Regions from separate parts of the Sus scrofa genome. Here region 2 is linked to region 1. A link is a contact called in public Hi-C data. All regions are on one chromosome and are shown on one strand. Each heading gives the region's core, a stretch centred on a gene start, on an enhancer-like site or on the middle of the called end of the contact. The rest is flanking DNA. Distances are from core to core; before and after follow the strand shown. Region 1 overlaps LOC102165006 (a long non-coding RNA gene). Region 2 has its middle 7.2 kb from the start of TRNAK-UUU.

Region 1 (6,265 bases), core at 1,993-4,492:
ATGTTCAAAGAAACGCTAGGATTTTAATTCAAAGGCATTTTTTTTTCTACTTGCCTTTAACTCTTCTTCTTCTTTTTTTTTTTAAAGAGCAAGTGATGGCTGGTAAAATGAGGCTAATATTGTGCAAAATCTGCCAGGGCTGCTGTGTAGCTTGACTGGTGGGGCCACAGTGGGAATTCTTATCATGAATCCATATGCTTCTGTGGCACCCGAATGTGGTTTAGGCTACCCATCCTGTGTGGTTTCCTGGAAGGTCCAGGAATTGTTATTTCCCTCTGTGGACTGATTAAAGTAAAAATTCCTATTGTGGAAACAAAGTTTCTTTCTTACACATTCTGGAGAGGTATGACAATCAGTCACATACAACTTAGTGAGAATTCAAGGCGATTCAGTTTTATTTAGTACTCACCAGACTTACTGCATTCAATATACCCTGTCAGTGCTTTGGTGAGTTTAAAAAAAGAAGAAGGGCGTGCTCTAGTCCCTGTGTCTGAGGCTCGTATGATGGTGGGAAGTGGTGGAAGACAGTCGTCTAAATAACTCTTGCAGCATTCATTACCTGTGCTTTGGATTTGGGGGTTACAAAGTGCAGCAGAAAAAGAGAAGAGGAGGCTATTTGTATGCTAGGGATCTTAGAATTCCTAGAGAAAAAATGTGGTTTGAGGTCAACCTTGGAGGAAGAGATGGATTTGAACAAGCAGTCATTCTAGGAAGGGGCAGCAGAAATTAATCACAAAGGCCTGGGAAGTGAAGAGAGGATGAGGGAGACTGGTACTCAGAAGGAAAGGCCTGGAACAAGGGCCATGTGTGTGAAGGCCCCAGCCTGGCTGCAGCATCACGTCACCCCCAGGAAAGCTTCAGAGAACTACATCAGCTCTTCTGAGGGTGTTCTAGAAATACTTGCTGAGGCAGCATTGGCAAACATGAGTGGATAGGGCAAAACATTGCATAATTCAGGAGATGTTATTAACAATGAGGCCTCATGGGCAGCCAAGTTTGGGACCTGCTAGTTAGAGTGATCAGCGGAGTAATTTACAATATTGGACCCCCACCAAAAAAAGTGATCTTTTCAAACCCAAACAAATCCTGGTGGAAGTTGAAGCTCTAGTGAAAGATGTTTCATTTAAAAAATTTTAAAGTATTAACATAGGGTTGGGAAGTACTGGATCAGCATCAACAGCAAATGGACTCAGGCCTTTTTGCACAAAGGCAGGGTTGTATCAGGGATGGGAGTAGAGGCAGCACACTTGACCTTTTGTCCTCCTTACTAGTCCACCGTTGGTTTATTGGGGACCTATGAACTCTCGTTAAGCTCCTTTCACCCTCATTTGCCATAGTCACATGTGTAAGAGACATGAAATATTTTATGCAACAAAAGCCCAGGGGACTACAGTCTGGGGGAAAATGTTCCAGGTAGCTGCTAATCTGGAAGTTATTTGCTTTCCCCAAACACCCAGGGTGGTCCATATCAGTGTTTCCAGCTTTTTTATTTCATGAGCTGGTAAAATTATTGTTTTTTTTAAATTAAGTGGTAATGCAGGGAAACATGTGTTTGCCTACTTTTTATTTTGTCAAGTCCAGGCATGCACTTGACACACACAAAATGCACATTATTATACCCTAAGATAAGCAAACTGTAATCTCAGCATAGAGGACAATCCTTTCAATGAAAAGCTTTGTTGAAAAAAAAAAATCATACTTCATTGTCCTTACTTATTTTGCAACAGGATGCTCAAAGATGCATCCCTCCCCCACGCTTTTTAAAACTGTAGTTGATTTACAATGTTGTGCCAATCAAAGATGCATTTTTGAGGGGCATGTGCCCCCTGAGAAGTTCTGATCTGTGTGAGTTCTCTCTCTAGCTGCTAGAAGGTGGCTCAGAGAGACATAATTCTGAGGTCACTTCGCTGGACACACATTGGAAGAAATAGAAGGGACCGCTGCATTGTCCAGCATTGTCCAAATTGATCAGGGAGCGAATCAGGATTCCGGTCTCAATTCAAGCTCCCAGTGTGATGTTTGAAAACGGCAGGAGACAGAGGCTGAGAAATCTGTCTTTTCAATGAACATATTGGCCTTGGTTCTGACCCAGCCTGTTCAGCTTTTTGTGGATGGAGACCTGTGGGGCGTAGAAAACCAGCCAAGAACACAAAATTAGGACAAGAACATCTTAAAAGTTTGGAACAGAACCTGATTAGAAACATCTCCTTTTTAAGTCACTCCTGGAGAAGGTTTCCGTTAATTCTCAAAGTGGGAGCAACAGAAAGGAAAAGATTCTTGGCTAATAATAGTTGTTATGAATACTTGCTATATGCCTACTGCATAGCATATAGGTATATGCATACTGAATACCTGTTGGGTTCTATGCTAAGACCTTTACCTACCCCATCTCATTTAATCCTTAAGACAAGTTTATAAAACACATAGTCAATACAACTTCTGTTTTATTGGGGAAAACAAGAAAACTCTTGGAGAAAGTCTAAGAGAGGTTAAGTTCTTTGCCTCCAGCTACGCAGATGTGGGAGCAGAACCCACCCTTCCCTGAGCTGAAAGTCCATTCTGGCCACTGTAGCCAGAACCCTCCTGCAGGATTTGTGGCTTGTTTTGTGTCATCACCTAGCTGTACATGCGCATGGCCTACAGTTACGTATTTAGCCAACCGCTTATGGTGTCTTCCATCCTATGGCTTTTCTAAAGTCTCAGTGAACGCTTGGCCATTTTCATAAAGTTCTGGATGGAAAGACAGTCTTTAGACATTAGGGGTGAGCCTGTAGAAGTCAGACACAGCCAAGGGTCGGGCATGAAGAAGGCTGATCAGGGAAGTGACGGTCCTCATAAAAGGACCACACCTGGTCTCTCCGCAGACCCGCCTGGGCTGACGGCCTTGCCATCAGGACTGGCTGGCCAGTGATTTCCAGGGTTTGGAGACCGCCTCTATGACCCTGTAGGCCGTGTCTGCTGGGTCTGATGCAAATTCCTGGGGACATGAACCATTGCCTTTTCTCTGGGGCTCTGCTCCGTCTTTGGCCCCAAGTATTCCATAGCAGCCTCGCCAAAAAGAAGCCCTAGGAGAGAGGAAAGCTTGCATATTAATCCCAGAGGCGATCTACTGAGAATTTTATTCACTTACTCTGAACTCCCTGGTGTACCCCGCCCTCCCCTTGGTTCATTAAGTCCGTGTCCCTCGCCCGGCTGCTGAATATCAGGAGAACAAATGCACTGTCCGTTCCTCCGGCAGAGCTCCCTGGTCCTCCCTCCCTGGTCCTCCCTCCCTGCGTTCCCCTCAGGACCACACACGTCTGTCTGCTCCTGCCCCTCACGGAGGTCTCTGTCCAGGCAGGGAGTGTGCACTCCCCCTCCAGCAGAGGACAGCCCCCTCACCTCCCCACCACGACGTTGCTTCTCAGCTTCTGGAGTCCTTCTAGGCTCTGCTGGGCTCCCCTTCTCGGATACTACTCTGTGTGTGTGTGTGTGTGTGTGTGTGTCTGTGTGTGTGTGTGTGTGTGTGTGTGTGAGATATTACTCTGTGTGTGTGTGTGTCCACCCTAGTTCTCACCACCCCCCAACACAGCAGACATAGTCATTTCAGCGAGAGACCTGAGCTAACTCAGTTGTGATAGAAAAATCACAAAATGCTTCTCAGTAATCTGAGTCTACAATTCTGGATTTACAAGTATGAGAAATTATGTAGGAATGGGGAGGAGGGTGTGATTTGGGGGAAAAGCATAAACTAGAATTGAAAATCCAGCTAATGTAGGTTAGAGTCAAAAGGTGACAGTTTCATCTCAACTTGAAGCAAACATGCTTTTACACTAGGAAAAAACCTTCATTTAATCTCTGCTGACACTTCTCCCAGGGGGCATCTCTGAACTACCTGTCCAGGTGTGTGTGTGTGTGTGTGTGTATGCTTATAACCTGGTCCCATAAACTAGGACATGGGGAAGAAGGCGTGGTTCCTCCCTCTTCCTGGGGGAGAGGCTCTGCGAGGATGGCTGTAGCGCTGCATACACCCTTCAGGCTCTTAAGGGGCAGGGTCGACCTCGTGGGCATGAGCCCTGGGTGGCGCACTCAGAAGGGCGCTGTGCTTGGTTTAACCCTCTGCTGTTGCTATTTTAAAATTCTAAATAATTTATAACAAGGCCTCTGCATTTCCATTTTGCCTGGGCCCCACGGGTTATGTAGCTGGTCCTGTAGAGAATTACGTCATAGATAGAACAACGGCTGCACCTTCATATCCCCTTCAAATCACCTGAGGGACTTTCGAGAAATAGCAGTGTTCTAGAATCCATTTGGAAAGGGACAAAGCAGCAGAATTGTTTTGAAGTTTCATTTGAAGTTTCATTAGAAGTTCTGCCGGTTTCTATACATAATCATTTCTGAAAATGCAGACCTAGAGTATCTCTAAGATCTCAGATCTGTTTTGTGTGATCATGTATTCACTTTCCTCTGTGCTTGTTCACATTCCTGTGGCTGCTGTATGCCATTCCCTAATACAGTCAAGCTTGTTTTAATTTAAAACTAACGTTAAAATTTTTTTATTATCTAGTAAAATTGACAGTTAAGAAAATGTACCATGTTTAGTTTGTACATAACTTACGGCTTTATACCTTCCGATGTGGTATGCAGCCCACTTTGAGAGGTCCAGGACTTGATCAATGATCTTAAAAAGTCCTTATTTCTTCAATATTCCTTTTGCACCTAGGACCTGTCTCCCGTAAGTCTTTCTACAGATGGTCATGTTCATGTAAGAAGTGAATTCCTTAAATGTGTGTCCTACTCTGCCAATATCACCAGCCAGGGGCTTTCAAGAAGTTCAATACACGCACCAAAGGTCAAGGTCAAAACAGGGAGTGATTGCTATAAGCCAAAGGAAGGAACCTGAGTTCTCAGCTGTTCCAACAAGTTAATAAGAGTCCCACCCTTAGTCACATTGGGAACCATCAGTACTGTTGAACAGTTGATACCAAATTAAATCTCTTAATTTACCCTGGGATTACGTTAGACAAAGACATGGCAAAGGCAGGGACATGACTTCCATGTCCCTTGTTCTCTGAGGGATCTCTCAAAATGACCAAGGTGTATACTGCTAGCCTAGCCAGAGCTTCTAACTAGGGGGTTTTTACATTATATACCCAAATCCATCTTTCTTCTCTTACATAGCTGCCTTTGGGATAGGATTTGATAAACTAATTCTCACTAAAGTGTCAATGACCGACATGGTCTACCTAGTTCTTTTCAACTGTAGTACATCGCAACAGGGCTGTACTTAGTCTAAAAGGATGTGGCTTTAAGGTAGCATTTCAGGCATGAGTGGTAAGGAAGGAAGGGTATAGTCAGACCTAGAGCAGATTTCCTGGACCCGCCTGAATAACACTGCTCCTCTGGCAGCTGGCCATATGTTTGTCGTTTAAGCAACAAATAATACCATCAGCAAACAAGTCTTTGAATATATGAAAGCATGTATTAAAAAATCAACCAACAACATCATCAAAAAACCCAAGGATGTCATTTGAATTCCTAGTCAAATTGCTCAGAGATGGAAAGATGAATTAAGGGTACTTCAGTAAAACCTGGCATATAAATAAGGAGTTTAACATTAATACTGTAAAAAAGAATAAAGAAGAAAAAAAGTAAATTGCATTCGAGGAAGATCACCAATCCCTGGTGTCCCCAAAAACTCTGGGTCTGAAAAACCAGCTAAGGGAGGTGTGTGAAAGATTCAAGAGAGAAACAACCGAATTGCCCAGCAGAGAGGGAGCAGATGACAAAAGGCAGCCTACCCTCCCCTTGCCAGACCCTGGATACTGGCACGGAGACAGTGTTCACCCAGAGGGGCTCCTGTGTCTAATGTCCACCCGAAGGGCATATGCTGCTTTCTAATTAGTGTGTCAGAGGAACACTCTTAATTTTCACCAGGATTTCTCATAGGCCAGTGGCAGCCTATCCCTCTTCATCTGTGGTCTGCCTGGAGAAAATTTCAAAGTAAAAATAGCCAAAAGAAGCAGAATCTCATAGGAATTTAGACCTACAGTCGACAAAAATCATGGGTGGGGGGGGGAAGGCAGTCAAAGAATTGGAGATTGGTAAAGCAAACGCATTTAATGGGTCTCTGGAAAATTTTCGTACTATGTCACCAATTACCAGTCAACTTTTTGCCCAGAACAGACAAAAAAGACATGACCTACCTCTCTGTCCTGCAAGGACTGCCCTGTAATTTGGGAACAACGTAAAAGAAATCAGAGTCTAGGGCTAAAGGGGTATTTTT
Region 2 (6,265 bases), core at 2,822-5,321, 260 kb before region 1:
CAGAGTGCTCGCGGGGGTAAGACAAGCCCACGTCACACCGGAGGCCCAGGGGCAGTGTGAGTGCACAGACTGAACTCCAGGGCCGAGGGTTGGAGAGGGTGTTTGAGGCAGCGGGGAGGGGCAGAAGTGGGTCCGCAAAGCAGGGATTTGGATATAATTAGTAACCACATGTTTTCTCCTAAGATCAGCCCTGTCCGGAACACTGCATTTAGCACGATGAAGGAAGACAGAGCAAATACTCGGAAGAGAAGTTCTCAGATGTTAGCATGTTTGAGGATGGCCTCAATTGCTTTTACACACCCATATTCCAAGGCTCTACTCCCAGGATTCTGGCTCCGTAGGTCTGGGATGCTGCCTGGGAACCTGCATTTTCAAATGATCATGCCTGGTGATTCTGGTGCAGGGGGCAGATGGCCCGCATTTAGAGAACCATCCAAAAGATGAACCGTGGGCATTTCATGTAATACTTGAGTGGCATTTAGGTCTTTCCTCACCTCTGAGTGTTCTGTGCACCAGGTCTTAGTTATTATCGCTCCTGGGAGTGAGCCATGCTGGCCAGATTTGGAGGAGATAGATGGGCACTTTATTATGTTTCTGTCTGCGGCTGTGAAAGAGGTTTTGCCACCACAATCCTGTGCCGAGTCCTTGGATTGGAAGGGTTATGGGGACCTCCTTCTGCATTTCCTCCACAAAGATGCAGCTTAAATAAATCATCACCCTTTCTGCCTCTGAGGCAGATGATGAAGTAGTGAGGGGCTTCTCGTTGTGACCGGAAGGGAGGGGAAGCTAGAGAGTAAACAGGGAAAGCGCGGGGGGACCCAGTCCTCCAGTACCTCCCTTAGAGAATGGAAAGAGCCGGCCACTTTGAGTTACGAGGCCGTAACTCCATCTCAGGATTCTGGCAGCAGTGTAAGCCACTTGAGTTCTTCCTTGTTAGCTTATGAACATTTCACCCGCCCACCTCCACCCCACCTCCTGCCTTGGAAAGATTAATAGCTCTGTAAATTACAGTTGTATTAAAATATATGCATTTTATCTCAAGATGAGGCTTTCATGTGGGTATGAAAGTGCCCTCTGCTTAACATCTCCCTTGGTGGCATGTCCTGCTCTGTGCACTAATGCAGTTTCAGTTTTGCAAAATAAAAATGGACTTCTGACATAAGCTCTGCAAAAGAGCCAGTCTGGGTTGGGAAATAACAGATGAAAAAGCATGAAGGTGAGAAAAAGATGAATGTGGGAGGAAACCCATGAGAGACGTGAAGCTAGAGTAGGGAATTTGAGGGTGTGTGTGTGTGAGAGAGAGAGAGATCTTGAATGCAGAAGGTATTCAGACTTTGAAGGCAAAATACCTTTGAAGATTCATGCTTTTGAAGGTATATTTGAAGAAATACTACTTTGACGATTTCTGTGTAGGGAGGTGATATGATAAAAATGATACCCAGGCTGGATTTGTTGCTCAGGATGGCCCTAGGGATGGCAGGCTTGTTGGAACCGGCCCCTAAGGGGAGCAAGGAGCTTTATGTTGAGGCTGCCTTTGGGTGAATAACGTTGTTTTGATTACTTAGATTGTGTTTGGGGTGGTCTGATAGGTACCTTTCTGCTTCTCTTTGCTGAGAGCAGAGGAACCTGCTTTATCTTTCTGCCTCCTATTCTCTGTGAAGTTGTGCTTTTGTCCAGATTTCTTAGTTTTTCATACAAATGTATTACATCCGTATTGTGTTCCAGGGACAGAGCCAAGGCCAGCAAAATCCACATCTCTTGATTTCCTGTTCTGTATCTGCTAGGCTTTCGATGTCACAGTGTTGCCCTTAAGGTGGTCATTCTTTAGTAACTTATTGAAACCGTATTGTCTGAATTCCTTAAATCAGAGTTCAGATCCTCTCCCTGCACGGAGGGTCTGCACTGGTTTTGTCCCTCATGGCTTGGCTGCTAAATAATAATACTGCAGACAGCTCTGGGAGCAAGAGGAGGGAAGAAGAAGGGAAGAAAAAGAAGGCCAAAGGAAGGAGACAAAGAAGAAAAGAGGGATGGAGGACAGAGTGGGGAGAAGCAGTAAAAAGCGGCTCGAGGTAGGATGGCGGTGAAGGGCACCGATTGCTCCCCGTACCTCCCGCTGACCTGGAAGGCGAGGAAGGCGTCCTGGGAAGTGAGAGCAGCCTCTCCCTTCCGCCACGTGGGGGCAGACTAGACTTACAGGAAAGAGCTACGAGGTGGGAGGGCTGCAGGGCAAACGCCATCCTCCTGGAGCAGAGGATTCAGTGTTGACCAGATCATTCACTCTCTGCGGCCCTTCATGTCCCTCAATAGCTAGAGCCCTGTCTCTGGGCACAGTGCCTGGGTGGATTAAAGAAAAAGAAAGTCGGCTTTGTTCAAACTCAGATTTTCACGTGATGTTAAACAGATACCACTTAAAACAAAATGCTTTGACATCTCACCTTATTATTTAAAATGTAGAATCACCCAAGGTTTTATGCAGAGCTCCCTTTTCTGTTGGTCTTTCTTTAGACTGAAGGATTATTGCCTAAGCATTATAGGTGCATTACTGTGCTAGGCATTTCAAAAGGTTGGAAAATGCTGCTTATTTCTTCCAGCTCCTTTGCAGTTTTTTGCTTTTCTTACATTTTTAGTGCAAGGAAATAGAGCACATGGAAATGTCAGTTTCAAAAAAATTTTCATAAATTCTGAGCCTTTGTGTTAAAGGAATATTTTTATTTGGAGAATGGTTGGAAGCAACCAAATTACTGCAGCTGGTTCCGTGGTGCTTAAAAAGCAATTGTCGCTTGCGTCTGATTGCTTCTGAACATACTACGACTAGCATAGTGATAACAAAAGGAAGTCTGAACTGAGATATTAAAGGACTACTTCCTCCCCCTCCTCAAGTTGTTAAGTATTATTATCCCAGATAACTGCCTTCTGATGTTCACGCTCGTTTCCTTCTGGTAGAATTTGCCCTTTTTGAACCACATAGATTGAGTTAACTCCAATGAGAATGTACGTTTTCCAAAATAGACTTCCTAAGTAGCCAATTAAAAACAGAAGCGCTTAAAAATAAAAATCTTCTCTTTGAAATGGTGATTGAGCCTTTGGGATAAAAAATCCCATTTGCGAGTTTAAAAGGAATAATAAGAACTTTCCACTATCAACTGGTTGAGTAAAGACTGAGGAAAATGCCACTTTGCTCTTCCAAAAAAATTAGAAAATAAAGGGATATCAAATTGATCGAATCATTGTGGAAGTTTGGCTCCATTAATCTCATGCTTTTCAGTATGACCCAGTTAGCAGTAAAACTCAATTTATGCGAGTATGCAAGGTAGCAGTTTTATTCAAATTGTCTCTTAGATTTGGTGACACAAGAAGAAATGAAGCAAAACTACTGTTTGTGTAGCAGGGTTTTGGGTCCCACCACCTCCTCATCCCTACGTATAATGATAAACGCATTACCTCCATTTAAGATTTACGTAACTTTTTATGAAACACTATCACACTGATTTAATTGACTGCCCCTTTAACATTATAATTCATTACAGAGACTGGGAAATGATTATTTCCAGGTGTGGTTTCCATTTTCTCCCTCTATTTTGTAAGTTGTACGTCAATGTTATGAAGCTAAATGTTATGAAGAAAAAAAAGAAAGCCCTGCTAAAATGAGTTCTTGTTCTTAAAAAACTGAACTGATGATAAAGAATGATTTACTATCAGTTTTTGTCTTTGCAGTGGTGGAAAGCTGGGAGAGGACCAGCCATCCTCTCCAGTTTGGCCACCGCATTCTTGGCTTAATAGTGTGTTAAAATGAAATCTCTGACATGGTCTTTGTCAGGGCTGTTAATTTGTACCTGGCAGAAACATGATTCAAACTTTTCTGGAATACAGACTGAGGAGAAGTTCCAGTCAGGAAGAACTATTGGGACATGTAGAATTTCCTCTGGAAGCCGATGAGATCTCTTATCTGAAAATCAAAGGCTTTGCCTCAGTCTTTGAGATGCCCTCTCTCAGTTAATGGGTGTTAGGGGAGACGTTCTCTTAGGTAGAGAAGGGTTGACAGAACTTGTGAGGTCTGTTTTTTTGCAGCTAAGTGTGAGTGCTAAGGCTTTGGCTTACTTGGCTCCGTCCCCTTATAGCCTCGTTTGTTGTTCCTACCTAATTTTATTGCCCATTCTTACTAACCTTCAAGTCCTAAAGCCCTTTGAGAAAAAATGTAAACCAAAAGTGATTATTTGGAGAACGCAAAGGCTGTATCCATGTACGAGATCAAACATTTCCTCCTCTCCCTTGCTCTTTACCTCTGAACAACTACCCTTCTTTCCGCTTGTTTTCCTTTGCCCTTGTTCTCTTGACAGGGAACGTCTTCACACTCACTGTTCAGGGCCATCATGGGACCCGCAGGGTCCGGGATGAAGCAGAGCTCCATCTCTGCTTTAGGTTTAGGGGGAGCTAAACCCAAGGGAGGTGAGGCCTATGCTGCCCTCTTAGGTGACGAGGAGTTCCGGTCTGGTGGTCTTCCCTGGGTGTCCAGAGCATGGCTTCCAGCATCTTGTGGCGAGGGGTCTTCACGTGGTTGGTCCAGTGCTGTTCCAGGACCAGCCCCAACCCCCCTTCGCCTCAGCCAGAAGGTTGAGTGTGGGTGTGAAAAGATACGAACCAAGAGGAGCAGAAAAGATAACAGCAGATAACTGGAAACATAGACTTATCTTCTGTTGTGGAAAAGAAAAAAGCTCAATGTAAAAATGCGGTGGCCACATAGAGAATTGTGCGGAATCCCCAGTAGACGTGGTGTCGGGCCCACGCTGCAAACCCAGCCCCAAGCATCTTCCACGTGCTTTCTGTGCTTGGGATGATGCACACTGGCCTCTAAGAGGGAGGACTCCTTCAGCTGCAGACGCAGACACCTGATTCAGACTTCCTTTAAAGGGAACTCTGGCGTGTCTCTTGCTTTAGGGATCAGGTGATATTGTTGCCCGTCTCTGCTTTTCACTCTTGTACGTGTTCATTCTTCAGCCAGGTGAGCAGCATGGCTCACAGATGCCCAAGACTTACCATCAACCATGTTGGGGACCCCCGCACACCAGGAGGGAAAGTGAAGTTCGGTCAGAGTCACGTGCCCACCCCAGAGCCAGGGATGGATGAGGTTAGCTCTGCCCGAACCACAGGGAATGGGCTTTCTGCAGGAAAGGGTAGCTTCCATTACAGAAAGCATATGGGAAGTGATTCTGGGCACCCAGCACCAAAAACTGTCTACCACGTGGTCTCTATATTACACATCAAGGATGCCACTGCTCTAGGGATCAGTACTGTCCTACCACCGCCTTAGAGTGTGGGTTTGTTTCTTAAGGAACTTGTGATGCTGCTTTCTCTTCTTTGTTTCCTTGGGTGTCGTTTAAACCTGTACCTTTGGCCTCTACCTCTGACCTCACGTGGGGCTTCTATCACAGAACACAATGCTCATCAATATTTCTTAACACTCGTGGAGTAAATGGCGGCTCGAAATCCCCTTTGGCTTTATCACTGTAGGATCTAACTTCCGTCTTCTAGAGTGGACATAGTTCTGGGTCCTGTTTCCAGTGGTGACCCCTTGCTTGTTTGAAGCACTGTTCTTCATGTCTGGTCAGATTGGCCCAGTCCCTCTCGGCCCCACCTGGCCTGCTCTGTCTCACTAGCTGGGCCGGACCAGGTCCCGACAGGGAGAAGACTCGTTACACTGTAAAGGACCTGGCAGCTTTGCCCACGGACTGATGCCTGGCCAACATACTCATGATTAGCCTTCAGACAGGACCTGGAGAACAGGACGGGCATGAGCTGCTCGACGACGGCATCGTGCGGTTTTCCCTTTCGTGAGTGGGGGAAGTAGTAGGAAGGGAAATATTCCGCTCAGGGCATATGCTACACCAGCAGTCATGTTTTCCTGAAAATTGATGTACCGTTATCACTTCCGAAAGGATCTGACGTAAAACACCTAACAGCCAGGGGTAAGGACTCTCTTGCCTGTCTTTCAGCACCACCATGGCTAGAAAATGCCTTTCCCCACTGACTGGTGTGTGTGGTGCCACGCTGTGATCTCACCACACTTCATTCGCTCATGCCCTCCTTCATCCACTCACAGACATTTGAGTATCAGCCCTTGGAAAGGATTTGTGGTGCCAAAGTGAGTAAGACCCTGTCCCTGCCCCGAAGGTGCTGTCAGCTTAGTCAAAGTCCTGATGAATACACTCAGAATTTGAATGTGATGGAACAGATGCTCTTAGCTGCATCTAGAACATCAAACAGGGGC

Evidence for each region. A called contact is a pair of places that touch in the nucleus more often than the background predicts.
Region 2: a Hi-C map of omental adipose tissue shows a contact between it and region 1, with 2.8 times the contacts expected there. The contact joins two enhancer-like sites. A contact is called at or near these places in 1 of 5 promoter capture datasets (liver), 21 of 47 Hi-C or Micro-C datasets (alveolar macrophages, brain, embryonic fibroblasts and 11 more) and 1 of 2 datasets of contacts at active chromatin or transcription factors (skeletal muscle).

Annotation. Positions count from the first base shown.
Region 1 is chr18:46,782,493-46,788,757 of Sscrofa11.1, reverse strand. All of the region lies in intron 2 of LOC102165006 (a long non-coding RNA gene), which reads left to right. Among named protein-coding and RNA genes, the nearest start is that of TRNAK-UUU, 270 kb to the left of the region's middle. Within about 2 kb of position 3,242, at least 4 of the 83 cell types and tissues checked have an H3K27ac peak or open chromatin away from gene starts, as enhancers often do. A contact at or near this core is called in omental adipose tissue, where this site is marked.
Region 2 is chr18:47,045,852-47,052,116 of Sscrofa11.1, reverse strand. No RefSeq gene overlaps it. Among named protein-coding and RNA genes, the nearest start is that of TRNAK-UUU, 7.2 kb to the left of the region's middle. Within about 2 kb of position 4,071, at least 5 of the 83 cell types and tissues checked have an H3K27ac peak or open chromatin away from gene starts, as enhancers often do. A contact at or near this core is called in omental adipose tissue, where this site is marked.